Linked DNA regions of Gasterosteus aculeatus: region 1 is linked to region 2. A link is a contact called in public Hi-C data. All regions are on one chromosome and are shown on one strand. Each heading gives the region's core, a stretch centred on a gene start, on an enhancer-like site or on the middle of the called end of the contact. The rest is flanking DNA. Distances are from core to core; before and after follow the strand shown.

Evidence for each region. A called contact is a pair of places that touch in the nucleus more often than the background predicts.
Region 1: a contact with region 2 is called in a Hi-C map of skeletal muscle, with 2.4 times the contacts expected there. The contact joins the promoter of pkd1l1 here to the promoter of armc3 in region 2. A contact is called at or near these places in 2 of 6 Hi-C or Micro-C datasets (both in skeletal muscle).

The regions. Positions count from the first base shown.
Region 1 is chr21:13,174,187-13,180,547 of fGasAcu3.hap1.1, reverse strand. pkd1l1 (polycystin 1 like 1, transient receptor potential channel interacting) reads right to left here and starts at 2,673. Exons shown (of 53, transcript XR_013454053.1): 1 at 2,284-2,673; 2 at 1,265-1,426; 3 at 836-1,149; 4 at 1-438.
Region 2 is chr21:13,045,692-13,052,460 of fGasAcu3.hap1.1, reverse strand. armc3 (armadillo repeat containing 3) reads left to right here and starts at 3,524. Exons shown (of 16, transcript XM_078095829.1): 1 at 3,524-3,620; 2 at 6,684-6,769. The coding sequence starts at 6,752. It overlaps pip4k2aa (phosphatidylinositol-5-phosphate 4-kinase, type II, alpha a), which reads right to left and starts at 4,815. Exons shown (of 10, transcript XM_040166606.2): 1 at 3,645-4,815. The coding sequence starts at 3,785.

The sequences.
Region 1 (6,361 bases), core at 1,424-3,923, 130 kb before region 2:
AAATGAAACCGGGTGTCTCTGATGTGCCGTGACCACGCTGGGAACGTTCAGTAATAACTCCCCAACTGGATCCTGAAGCAGGATGTGTGTGCAGAGCGAGGCCCGGCCGATCGGGTCCAAGGCCTTGGCCGTCACGTTGTAGCGGCCTGCTGCAGTAAGAGACACATTCACGCTCCAGTCTTCGGTTGTCCTGCTTATCCCAGCGTTATTATCCAAACTGAAAGTCCAAAGAACTCTCGACCTCGTTCGGCTGACAGGGCCGACGACCCGCAGGTGGACTTCTGTGTGCGTTGAAACTGCTGACTTCCAAGTCCGGGAGGAAATCAGCGCACGCGTGATTTCGTCCACCACAAAGGCTTGAGGCAGCAGGTGGGAGAGCGACACAGACGTTGGGTCAGAAGTGTAGAGAAGAGGCGCTCTGAGGCAACTTTCGTCGGTCTACAATTAATTGAAGAAACATGTGGGATTGAGGGTTCATTCAAAGGAATGGCAATACTTACATATTTGAAGCTGATAAAAGACATTGAAAGGATAATGAAAAAATAAATAACACATTATTTTTAGATTTTAACTCTTTAATATCACTTTCTATGAAAAATGATTTGTCATAAATCCAGTGAGAGGCTGGACTTTAAAGATAAGCAGGTTGTCCTTAACATTCCTGATTTATTGCAATGTAAAAACATTTTTAAACAGCTATTGGCTGTCATTTAGCTTTGTTGATCCATCTTGGTAAATTTTATAAGAACATGTACTTAATGAAAAATCAGAGACCTTGAGCCTTAAACGCTGACAACATTCAATGTAAAAGTGCTTCTCCGTCAGCGCCACTCACCACAGTGCTGATGGAACAGTCGGATGTGGGATTGCAAGCTGCCTTGACAACCTTCTTATCTTCCTCCTTTTTGTCGCGTGTAATCCACCGGAAAAACTCCTCCGCCACACCATCGGCCATGTGTGCCTGCAGCGTGACTGGGTCACCCAGGTACGCCTCCTCCACTGTCTCTCTGTTGGAGCCTCTTGGGCTCCTGGGGGAGACACCCAGGGGGCCGTGAGGCACAGAGACCACCATGCCGTCTGGAGAGGGCTGCAAGACGGAGAGGTGGAGGGTGGAGGAGGCTGTTGAGAGGGGGTTGGAGACGCTGACGTCTACACAAAACAATGACAGGGTAAATGAGAAAGAGGGTGAAAAAATAACAATGCATGTTTTTCCTTGATTCATTGTTCTCCATTTGACTAAATTTGCTTGGTCTAGTTAACTTACTGAGTTGATACTTTCCTGGCGTTGGCAAAATCCAATCAGATGACACAACAAAGGAGCCGTCATGCAACACATTGACGGGGCGTGATCTTTGACCCGTAGAGGTCGTTTCCCGAAACTCCACAGTGACGTAAGAGAGGTCCTGCTCTCCTAGACCCGGAATCCCTAAAAATCAGAAAAACTCCTTTAAAACAGAAAAGTAGAAACAATAATGCTACAAGGAATTAAATAAATATGTAGGTTTTAATCAAATACGTATTATTTTTCTCTGTGCGGAAATATATTCTTTCACATACAAACTCATTAACAGGCCCATTCTGGAGGAAATATTGGTCAGAACAATCTAAATAATAAGAATACTTTCTCAACCGTTATCATAAGCAGTTGTTTGTATGACATCATCATATTTACAAATTCTGTATATAAATGAAATTATTTCATAAATACAATATATATTTTGAAGGAATTATTGTTGATGATTTGTGTCCATATTACAGTCCGACTTCACTGGTAAACAAAGTATTATAGAAAATATGTTTTCCACTGAAGCTTAAGTAGCTTATTTATAGTTTATTTACAATCATTTGTATTAACATCTTTTATGCGAGGTGACTGTGACTGTTTTTCAAAAGTAAATTATTTTTGTAAAATCACTAAACCTTTCAAAGTTAAAATAGATGAAAACATTAACAATAACAACACTGTCTTTCTAAAATTCTGTTTCCTTTTTATCTTCTGTATCTGTATCTTCCTCTAATAATTTCAATAATAATAATAATTGATAATGATAAATACTATATAATTAAACAGAATTAACTGTATAGTACAACTCATTGAAGTAAAAACTATGAATAAGTTCTAAAATAAAAAATTGCACACGTAAACTAGGTTAAAAAAAGATTTTCACTCGTAAGTACTAGAGGAAACATCAAACGCCATCATTTGTAACCAAAAGAGTCGAGCCATGTGTGGAACTTGAAGAGTCCCATTTCCGAGAACTACACTTTGTGTTGAGCAGCAACCTGTGGGCTGTTTGGGGCGTCCAGCCAAGTTTCCAGAAACTTCCATGACAAAAGTCTTTCCCGCCTGCACATTGTCCGGAGACGTAGACAGACGAACGCTGTGCAGAAATGGTCCTTCAGTTCTGTAGAGGGCCACACATCCCTGTTCACCTCCAACAGGAAAGTAGGGGACACTGAGGAAAGGACAAGATTCACAAGTCAGACACACACACAAAAAAAAAAAACGTGGTACTGACGTAAATGTTTTACTCATGATGGCAGGAAGAACACAGCCGTCCTCGGTCACTGGTGGATCCAGGCATGAATCAGAGGAGCTGAAGTTACACTGAAGGACAAAGGAAAAGGCAGCAGTCCGTCTCACCTCTGTCTCTCTCCTCTGTCATCTTTTGTCCCTCCACTGGAAGATGTGTTGAAACAATCACTGGCCACAAAACCATGTTGCTGGTTGCCGCAGTAACAAGCCTCCGAGGTCAACGCTGCAACCTGGTACCTTCAACAACAAATACTGAAAGTTGATGAAATACTGTTCTGCAAATGCATCATCAAATGTTTTTCAGCAATAAGCCACATAGTTGAGAACAATAAAAAGATACTTGTCTGAGTTATGCAGAAGTGAACTAATATTTCTGACTGAGCAGACCAAGCACACATTGAATTCTATTGCAAACGATCTTGATTTTGGACACTAAAGAATTATTTTTTGATGTTTACTCTTTTGTTTGTCAACATCCTAGAATTAGGTAGGCTTGGTCTGGTGTTTGGAATTATATTGTATGTAATATTTGAGAATAAGAACATCAGCTACAAAAAAAAATGGGATCAGACTGAGTTTTTAGAAGAATTGTATATAATAATAATTATATATGTGTAAATTGCTCTACATTACTATCACAATTAGGAAAGTAACCGTGACTAATGACAAATTTAAAAAATGACACCGTGGATTTTCTCCGTAATTTGACAGAAATAGACACAAATCGACCTCAGACTAAATGCAAACGATTCAACGGGATATGTCCCAGCCACCCCCCCCCCCCCCCCCCCCCTTCCCCGCCAACGTACCCTTTCTCTAAGCAGCGAACGCAGCAAGAGGCCGGGTCAAGGTCACGGGCCCCCTCGGTCCTGTATAGGCTGCTGCTGGCGCGGACGCATCCAATGAACCACGGTGCGTCCTGGCGATCGGGAGGAAAAGCTGCCGCAGACCAGCGGGAGCAAAAAATCGGATGCAAGGAAAGGAGCGCGCAGAAGGAAGCAGCGAACATGTTCGATCCGCGAGGTGTCCGCGCGAAGGACGCAGCTGGAGCAATGAGAGCTGCGGGTGGGCTGAGCGGAGTGAGGATAGAGGAGGCAGGTGCGTTGACACCTCCGACTAGGTACATGCAGGTGTGAGGGGGGGGGGGGACAGAGGGGGACTGAATGTAAATGTATCTCACTGTGTGTGGGGGGCAGGATGGGTGTGACGGAGGCGGAAGCTCTTCATCGAGGCAACAAAAAGAGCAAATCACCTTCAAAGACGTGCGATAAATGAGTCCGCCTGAATTCGGTGGCCACGGTGTTGCGTATTTCTTCTCCGCTGGCGGAGTTCTTCTGTGTTTCAACATGACGTTTACATATTTAAATAAATGTGCATCCAGACTATACATGATTATGCTCTCTATCTCTCTCCACAAAGATCACCAGTCAATCACAAAATTGCAATGGGCAGTATAGGCTTTTACACGCATAGCTGTCCAAGCACAGGTAGCAAAGGATTAAAAATAAAAAAAATGAAAATGCCTGTTTCCCATTGTGGTCTAAGATACTTCTTTAAACACAAACATTGTAAAATGTTGTAACCTTGTAAGAAAACAAAAATATGGGAAAGTGCAATGATGGTGGTTTCTGTTAAATATTATATTTGATAGCCATTTTAATATTCATTAAACAGGCCTACGGTCCTCAAAAAGAAGGAAAAGTTTTTTCAGACATGTTTGTGAAACAAGTATGCGTCCTGCCACGAAGGAAATATTTAAAGCCTTATAGTATTTCCCTTTATGGACCAGCCTCTTGTCGCTATGAACGAGCAGCATATCACTGGGAAGCGAAACCAAACATATAATTGACTGCAGTGTGGACACGTCAATGTTAACTTTTTTTTGTCAACAACATTTCTTTTTCTGAATCTGGATTTTTTTTAAATCCTACAAATGAGTTAAAGCGGTGGATTAGTATATTAAATTGTCACGCTGCCCGGGTCCTGGTCGCCTCATATTTAACTAAATCAAGGACTTTCTTCAAAAGAAATGGAATGGAAAGCAGAAACACATGAACCCCACTAGCTGGGGTAAGTTTTTTTTAAACAAAGTTTATGAAAATTGAGATCATAAACTCCAGTGCGAATCCCTTTAACGTATTGGTATTTTTTTAAACACAACGGAACCGTCGGAAGGGCTTCGTCTGGGTCCAATTCACCCCGCGAGCACCTTCCTGGGGAGAAAACCAGAAGGGTCCTCGCTGCGCAGCTAACTTCCCCGGTCCACCTTAAAAGACTCTTCCGCTTCCCCAGACCTCCCCTTTAAGAGAAGCTCAGGCGCGTGCGTGCGGCCTGCAGGCGGCGCTGTGAGACCGCGCCATCTCCTCGCGCTGCCTTTTAGCAGCGAGAAACATCATAAAGGGACTCAAACCAGCTTTCTCTCTCCGTTTGTTACACACAATTCCGCAGATTTTGTTGATTTCGTTCCGTCTCTCCAATCGGGGACTCGCAGACGTCCCACGTTACAAGAAAATAATCAGACATTAGTGACGTACACGAACGCAAACACGTCTCCTCCCCCCCTAAAAACTAAAAAGCGGGATTTTTTTTATTCAACTGCATATATGAAATCTAATTAACGGGAGGGAGACCTATATTTCACTCACATATAACCTAATTACTAAATTGGGGTAATTGCAAATTAATTAATTTATGAAATACACAATGCAGTGTTGGGTGCGGGACCCCCGGAGCTCACAGACCTCCTGGTTCCCCGGATCACACTTGGAGGGGCATTTTATGACCAGACCTCCAAAATGAAGACTCAGCGCCGTGCCCCCCCCCCCCCCCCCTCCTCTCCCCTCCTCCCCCGGGCCCGTGAACTCGACTAACCTGCTTAATTCGTTAAGCGCGTGCTTTGCGTGCAACCTGTGCGCGCGGCGATACGACCGAGAAATGATTTGGTCAACGAAATCTCGACGCGTTGCGCCGCGCCACGACGGAGCGCCGCATACTGTGGAGACGGAGCGTTATGTAAGCGCCGCCTCGGAGCACAGCTGACCCTCCGGTGCACCGTGGAGGCTCTCGGGGTTGGAGCAGTATTGGAAATAGATTTAGTCCCATAAGCGTGTTGTGGTGGAGTGGAAAACCAGCCCGTCAACTCTGTGTACTTTGGATCAAATATTAACGCCTTTGTGAGGGCGGGGTGGGGGGTGAGGGGGGGGGGGGGGGGGGGGGGGGTAAAGAATGGGATAAATTGGGATGTGGTATGAACATATGTACTTAAAACCGATTTTTTTTTAAGTAAAAACGTAATATGTGTGTTTTTATCTGGTGGTAAGCAAGTGGTGACCATATGTGACCCCCCCCCCCCCTTTCTTGCATCTTCCGATCCGAGAATAAAGTACAGAGATATGTTTGTAGAAAATTATTTTAAAATGTAATTTACATGACCAATAGGCCTGATCTCATCTCATCCCTTGTCCCTCAACATTGTTAACAAAAGATCCAACAGCTCCAATATTCTTTTGAATCGTGGCGGTTTCACGAAAAGTCTCATTAAGTCATTGGTTTCTGAACATGTTCTAATTTGCTTTGTCATTAGTTTTTAATAGCTAAAAAACAAATGCAGGACACGTGAAACCTTCTGACCCGACAGCACTCTCTAAAGCAAGGATCAAACCAGTTCATTATAACAGATCATTTATAAATCGTGCCAGTAGGATGAAGCAGGTTCAGGTGTGGCCACAGAGGTTTTGAACAACTTAAATGTGACAAGAATCTGTGACACAAGCGCTCCATTTATCCACTGTGTGACATTTGAAACTTAAACATTTTTCTATTTGG
Region 2 (6,769 bases), core at 2,275-4,774:
GGTCACAGTGTGACAGAGTACTAAAACATCAGCGGCGTAGTGGCTTTACAGAGAGCCGGAGACAAAGACGTATCGCTCATTCCAGTGTGACATCTTTGGTCAGCTTATTTTCTGTTGTCAGCGTAGCATTTAAGCACTAACTAGCGACCAGCCGGCTAATTAGGTAACTCACGAATTCTGCCTTGCATTTAATGCTACACTGGTCAGAGGAAATGAGCCGAACAGAAGGGGGTGGTGGACAGGAGGTGTCTCTCTTCTCGGGCGAGCTGTGGCGACACTGCGGCGGCCTCGTGGCTGTGTGCTGTCGTCATGCCAACCGGCAACCATTGCCATCTTTCTTAGTCTACTGAACACAGAAAACCGTTCGATGTTTTCAATGGACAAGACAATGCAGCTTTTCAAACCAGTGACAAATCCAGTGTTATACATTAGGATCCATCCACACCAGGGACCGGCATACTAGCAGGGACCAACTCCCGTTGACGGATTCCCCAGTTACAGAAAGGCGAAGTGACTAGCGATCTTTTGGGCTAGATTATTGCTTAGCATTTATTTTTGGTCATGTCAGCAAGTGTTCAGCATAAGTGAGAGAGAATGGTTATTGTGCTAGTTTCACAAGTGCACAACTAAAGGGGAAAGGCTAATTTACAGAAGAAACACTTTGAGGCAGCCAAATCTTTAAGTGTGAAGTCAGAGCAGCAAAAAATAGATTGCAGAGAGACGAGACTTGTTCTATACTTGTAACGTCATGCAGACCAGAAGATGCTTTTGTGAAAGTGTTTTTGTAGACTGGTTAGTTTAAGTCTTCCACTAAGCTTCAGGAGTTACAACTTGAACTTCCACCCAAATCCTGTTCTGTAGAACCGTGAAACCTATTTAGGCTGTGCGGGATGCAAGTGTTAGGATTAAAGTCAAATTGGCTACCTGATACTAAAGTGCCATTTCCAGCTTCCCAAAAAAACTATATAACGTTTTTCCCCACAAAGCAGTTTTAAAAACGGCTTTTCTCAGCCGTGACACAAGAATCAGTCAGAGAACGTACACTGAATGTCTCGGGCCGCATAATCATTTTATTTATTTGCACGCATCTTGGCACTATTTGACACAGTCAACATTTATGGTCCGTTAGATCAATACAGGGGCAGTACTTTCCCATACTCTACTGTATTGTTTTAAGTAGCTGACTACCCGTCCCTTTTAGCACGTGTAGATGTTTATCTATTGTGCACCAGAGTGGATGCTTTTGACTGACAGGTCACAGTGGTCAGGGTGACATTTTCCAGAAGATATGCATGTGTTTGCATGTTGTCTCTGCAGGCATGGGTTGCATTCTCAGGCCTCCCCCTATAGTCATGCCTTTCCAGTATCCTATTATTAAGTTTAGTTTACTCAGTCAACTAACAGACATCAGCAATTTCAAACGTCCGCTTCTGCACTCCGTGGCAGTAACTGAGAGGCCCAATCAGTTGACCTGGCATGAAATTCCATTTTATGTTTCCGATGGTATGTGAAACATAATGCCTTATCAAGTGTTGAGAAAAACAGAAGGGGAGGTAGCTTAAGGCGTAAGAAGGAAATGTGCTGCCGGTGGTCCTGCTCGGTTATGCAATCCAGGGGAACAGTTTGAACATGTAGATTCTACAAACTTGTAAAAGGTTTTTCTTGTTGAAAGTCAGCGACCCATCGGCTTACAGACACCTAAATAAGACCAGAGTTTACGATGTGAGCCTCAATTACTCATTCTACTGGGCCTCCGTGGTCAAACACATGATTTAAATGATGCCAATCCATTTACATTAGCATTAAGAGATTCATTATTGAATTAAAAAAAGGCAGTCTTCGACTCTTACATGGAGGGCTCTTTCCTGCCGGACATTCTGGAGGATATTGCTTATACCATATATCTAACAATGCATCAAAGTGGTAATACTTTTTCAATGTGACTTTAGTCATCCGGTGATGCCAGGACACTGGATACTCCAATATCGGCTCATGCATGCAATGGAATCATCAGCTGGACCACAAATGACTTGCATTGCGTTCTAATCTCTGAGAGGTGTGGTCGGCATGAGGAAGACCAGAATTAATGGGGAACTTTGTGGAGTAATTATAGGAAATTGGATGCGATTGTTCTGTTTTACAGCCGCTTCTTCAACACCAAAACAGATTTAGTCACTATCCGATCAGGCATGTCGAATTGCGAAGAATGTGGAGACATGTATGAGCTCACAGGTGAGTCCTGACCTGAGGAATTATTCCATTGAAAAGTCAACTGCGATCAAGGCCAATACTCATCCTTCTCAAGCCTTTCAAGTGTTTTTTAGATGAATCCCTGGCGCTGCGTGTAGGTAAAACCTTGAGTACCTTACATAGATTGCAACCCGAGGATTAACATCGAAGCCAGGTGACTGTGATCCAGAAGCTATCCAAAAGTTTCAGATTTCTAGCTGTCTTGGCACATTAAACTACTACACTGACACCAAGCCAAAAATCAAATCGCACATTCTACACAGCAGGAAATAACAAACACAGCTAAAAAAGAGGCAGAATCATCTGAGCAGAAAGTGCTGGTGCATACGCCAAAAAACGGCACCACAATTGACTTCGTCAAAGGGAACGGTCTCCAACATCACGTCAAACTGCATCAACAAAGAAACAAAAGGTCACTAGAAGCACATCGGGCAATTCAGGAAGAATGGCAGACAAAGGATTAAGTATACTGAATGGTGAAGCAGGACAGATTGGTAAATTGGGCAAACAGAAGAAGATATCAATACACAGTAAGACCCTCAGATGTGTCACCTTTTACACCATTACCTTTCTCGTGGCAGTAATGTTTTAGAGACATACATACATATAGTAAATATACAAATGATCACTCTTCTCTTTTTCTACATTTTTGTAAGCAGTTCTCCTCAGACTAATCACCAGATGAAGTTCTGGAAACAACCTGGCTTTATTGTTTTAATCATATTCGGGGCAAACTGCGTAAAGGATGAAGGAGAGGCTATACATTAATGCGATTGGCCGAACTACAGATTGTATACCTCTGTTGTCTGTCTGCATCCCCACGTGTGATATAATATAGTTGTCAAATATTGGGTAAAAAGGTGTAGTATTAAGGATTTAGTGTGTCCTCTGCTTGATCTCTCTCCCTCTGACAGTTCTGACCCAGTGCACATATTCCGTAAAGGAAGAGAGAGAGCGCCCAGATAAGCTGTCTCGCAGGGGAAGATCTGCTCTCTCATGACACCGAGCAGCTTATCCTTCATGAGCACAACAGGAAACCAAAGAAGACTTTGACGCGCGTGCACACACCCGCACGCGTGCACATTTTGAGAGCAAAAATTGCACACATATCGAAATCGTGCAAAAACGAACGACATGTAACATCAACTGAGCTAAACATAAAACATAGATTTGACGTACGAGCGCAGGAGCTGTAAAGTACGAATGTAAATTCGTACTAATTTACATTAACAGCAACGTGAACGTTACGGCCGGACAGCTGTCATCTCACATTGCCCGCAACGACAGAACGGACGGACAGCAAGGTCGACTGTGGCACATCCCCCCCAAAAAAAAGGTCGAGAGGGACACATAACCGTGGACCACACGGGGTACGTTTGGCCGGTCTGACTCACCGAATGGTTGACTCCCCACATGAGCACGCTGAGCAGCGGGTCGCTGGCGCGGAAGAGCTTCACCTTCTGAGCAACGAAGTGCTTCTTCTTGGTCTTCGTTTTGCTCGCAATAGCTGCGGCGAGGCTGCTCGCCGAAGCCATCTTTGGGCGAACTGGTTGTTGCTGTCGGGCGGTCCGTGCGATAATCCCGACCGCGTCTCCCCCCGCTGAAGCTGGCACAGTGGCCACTAGCTCACCACTCCGTGACACCAATGCTATTCATTCAGCCTGCTCGCAAATCAAAAGTGCCCGAATTATTATTATTATTTTCTTCCTCCAACGTCCCGGACGGTTTGCGCTGACTTTAAGTGGCTCTGCCTCGACGGGGGAACCAGACTACGGACGTGTTCGCGCTAATACTGCTGCTCCCCTTCGCCTGACACTCCGCCGCTTCCCTCAGTCCACATCACAAGTCGCCTCTCTTCCTTCCTCGACTCGGGTCTTGAGCGCTCCGCTGCGTTGTGATGCAAGGTCTCACCGAGCCTGCGTTAGCATAGCCGAATAGCGGTCTAGCTAGCGAGCGAACGGTAAAATGGGTTTGAATGATGACACGTATGGGACGAGAGCAACGTGCTCGGCTCGGCTCAGGGCACGCAAGTTATCATGCGGTGTTAAAATAAATTGTTTAAAAAAAAAAGAGACATTCGTGATGCCGACTGGCTAGCTCAACGTCCCCTGACAACCGGCTAACGTTAGTCCCCCTCGACCTTCGTTAGCGAGTCGGCTACGTGACGTTAGCCAAACGGACGGAGCGGAGCCGGGGTCTCCCGTCGCCAACTAGCAAACCGTTAGCCCGCGAGCTAACAGCGGACAGCAGTCAGTGCGCCGGACTAGCGAGGCTGCTCAGCCGTCCTACGCGCCCTGCGGTCGGTCCGCGCGGGTGACAGAGGAGGGACCCGTCATGTTCTCGCCCCGCCTGTATAGAAACGCCGAGGAGCGGTTATCCGCACGTAGATCGACGAGTGACCCGACTCCGCTCGCGGCGACGAGGTTCATGTGTTCTGCTGTGGACTGACAGCTCGACGGGGGGGGCGTCGACGGGAGGGAGGGGGAGGGGGAGGGGGGGGGGGGGGGGTGACAGCCTGCAGTGTCTGCGGCTCTTATTCGCTGCAACCCCCCCCCCCCCCCCTCCAACGGGCCTATGCTACTTCTGTTTTTTAATAGCCCACAGTCGTCTCAGCATGAATTGGTATTCACATGTCGTTTTGACATTTGAAACGCAATGAATGCAAACATGTACATTGGCTGGACGACTCTTCCTTTTTTTTTCTTTCGTAGGGCCGTGCGCGACATGCGCGCGCGTGTTTGCTTGTGTTCGCAGCTCGTACAATAGTGAGGCGTTAGCAGGTAAATCCCGTGCATCGTCCCCACCATCCCCCGTCCTTGGCTCGCTGTCGTTTAGATTAATCTGAGCCTCATTCCGGGGGGGCAAGCAGGGGGGTGACAATGTCCCACGCCGCCTCTATGAGTTATAACGCGCGTGGAGGTCCGGTGCACGCTGCGCTCCGTGCCTCTACCGGAGCAAGCAAACCGACCGGGGCAGGACAAGTCTGGCATCATGTCGACGCACATGTGCACGTATGCACATATGCACACATGCACTCACACACACACACACACACACACACACACACACACACACACACACACACACACACACACCCACCCTTGACTTTTGTCCTGCTCACCCCCCCCCCCCCACTCCTTTCTTTTTGAGGATTAAGCAAACCCATTGCAGATAAATGATTGCAATAAAGGATTCATGTTTCCTGCATTTAGTTGCACATTTTTGTTGTATTTTGTTATGTAATTCACCAATTAGCGGTTATTGCTATTTAACTTTTCTGCGTCAGTCTTTACGAAATATACGTTGACATCAGTCATCTTCGCTTCTGAAATGTCACAGATTAGAGATCTGGTAGCTTCAAGGCAATGCTCGAGTCATAGACAGGATGTATTAATATAACTTGGTCCTAACCCTTATAAACTCAACGTAGCGTGGGTTGCCTAGCAACGCCGCGTCAACCTGATTCTTTTCCACAACACAAAACATAACGTTACACGCCGGCTCATTTCTGGACGGATTTTCGTGTCAATCGCGCATTTCGGAGCGGTTCTTTAGCTCGCAGTAAGTCCCGCGTGTGTATCTGAGGAGTGAATCGCTAATATTCGTCTGCTTGGTTTTAACCATTTTGTGAACACTGCTAGCTTTGCTGAGATAAACCACCTATAGGTTAGCTTGTCCTTTAGCCAGCATATATATACTACTGCATGTCGTAGGGTTGATTGCATTGATCAGAACGATTATCTGTGATTAATAAACTTAGAATAAAGGTTGTTGAGCTCTCTACGTCACAGAATGGGAAAGAAAGGGAAGAAGGGGAGCGAAACTCCATGCGCGGAAACGGTGAGAGTAAAACCAAAGCACACTTTTCCATGTCCATTTAAAAATATAAGCGTCTGAAAGGATACACAAGACATCCGATCAATCACAAGTAAGTGTTTAAATGTCCCCTCTCTTTCCTTACACGCCCCCGCAGTTTGAGCCGCTTCCCTTTGAGGGCAAAACTCCAGCAACAATAGTGCTGCTGCTCAGATCTCTAGAGGAGGACATCCTCGCCAAAGCTTGTGAAGCAATCCACATATTTGCAGAAAAAGGTGCAGTAGGCTACCCGATTTTTTTTTGGTCAGCAACCATGCAGCGGAAAACCACGAAATGTGCTCGTTGCTAACCACTGTCTAATCTTATTTCTTGCTAATGTCCTATGATACCTACACCATCAATCTCATTCTATTCCATGCTCGTAAGCAGCTTGTATATTAAATATTTTATACACCAAGAATCAAAATAAAATTAATACGAGTAGTATAATTATTTGCATATTACTATAATGAACTGTTATTCTTTTATCTCCCCTGCTTCATTGACACATAGTAAGTGACAGGCCTCAGGTCTCTCACAGCCTCATTTCCCTGCTCATGGTCTCCCCCTGTTGTTAGGAGACGAGAACAAGGTTTCTCTGGTGGGACTGGGGGCACTGGAGCCCCTCTGTCAGCTTATCACTCACATGAACCGGCTGGTCAGA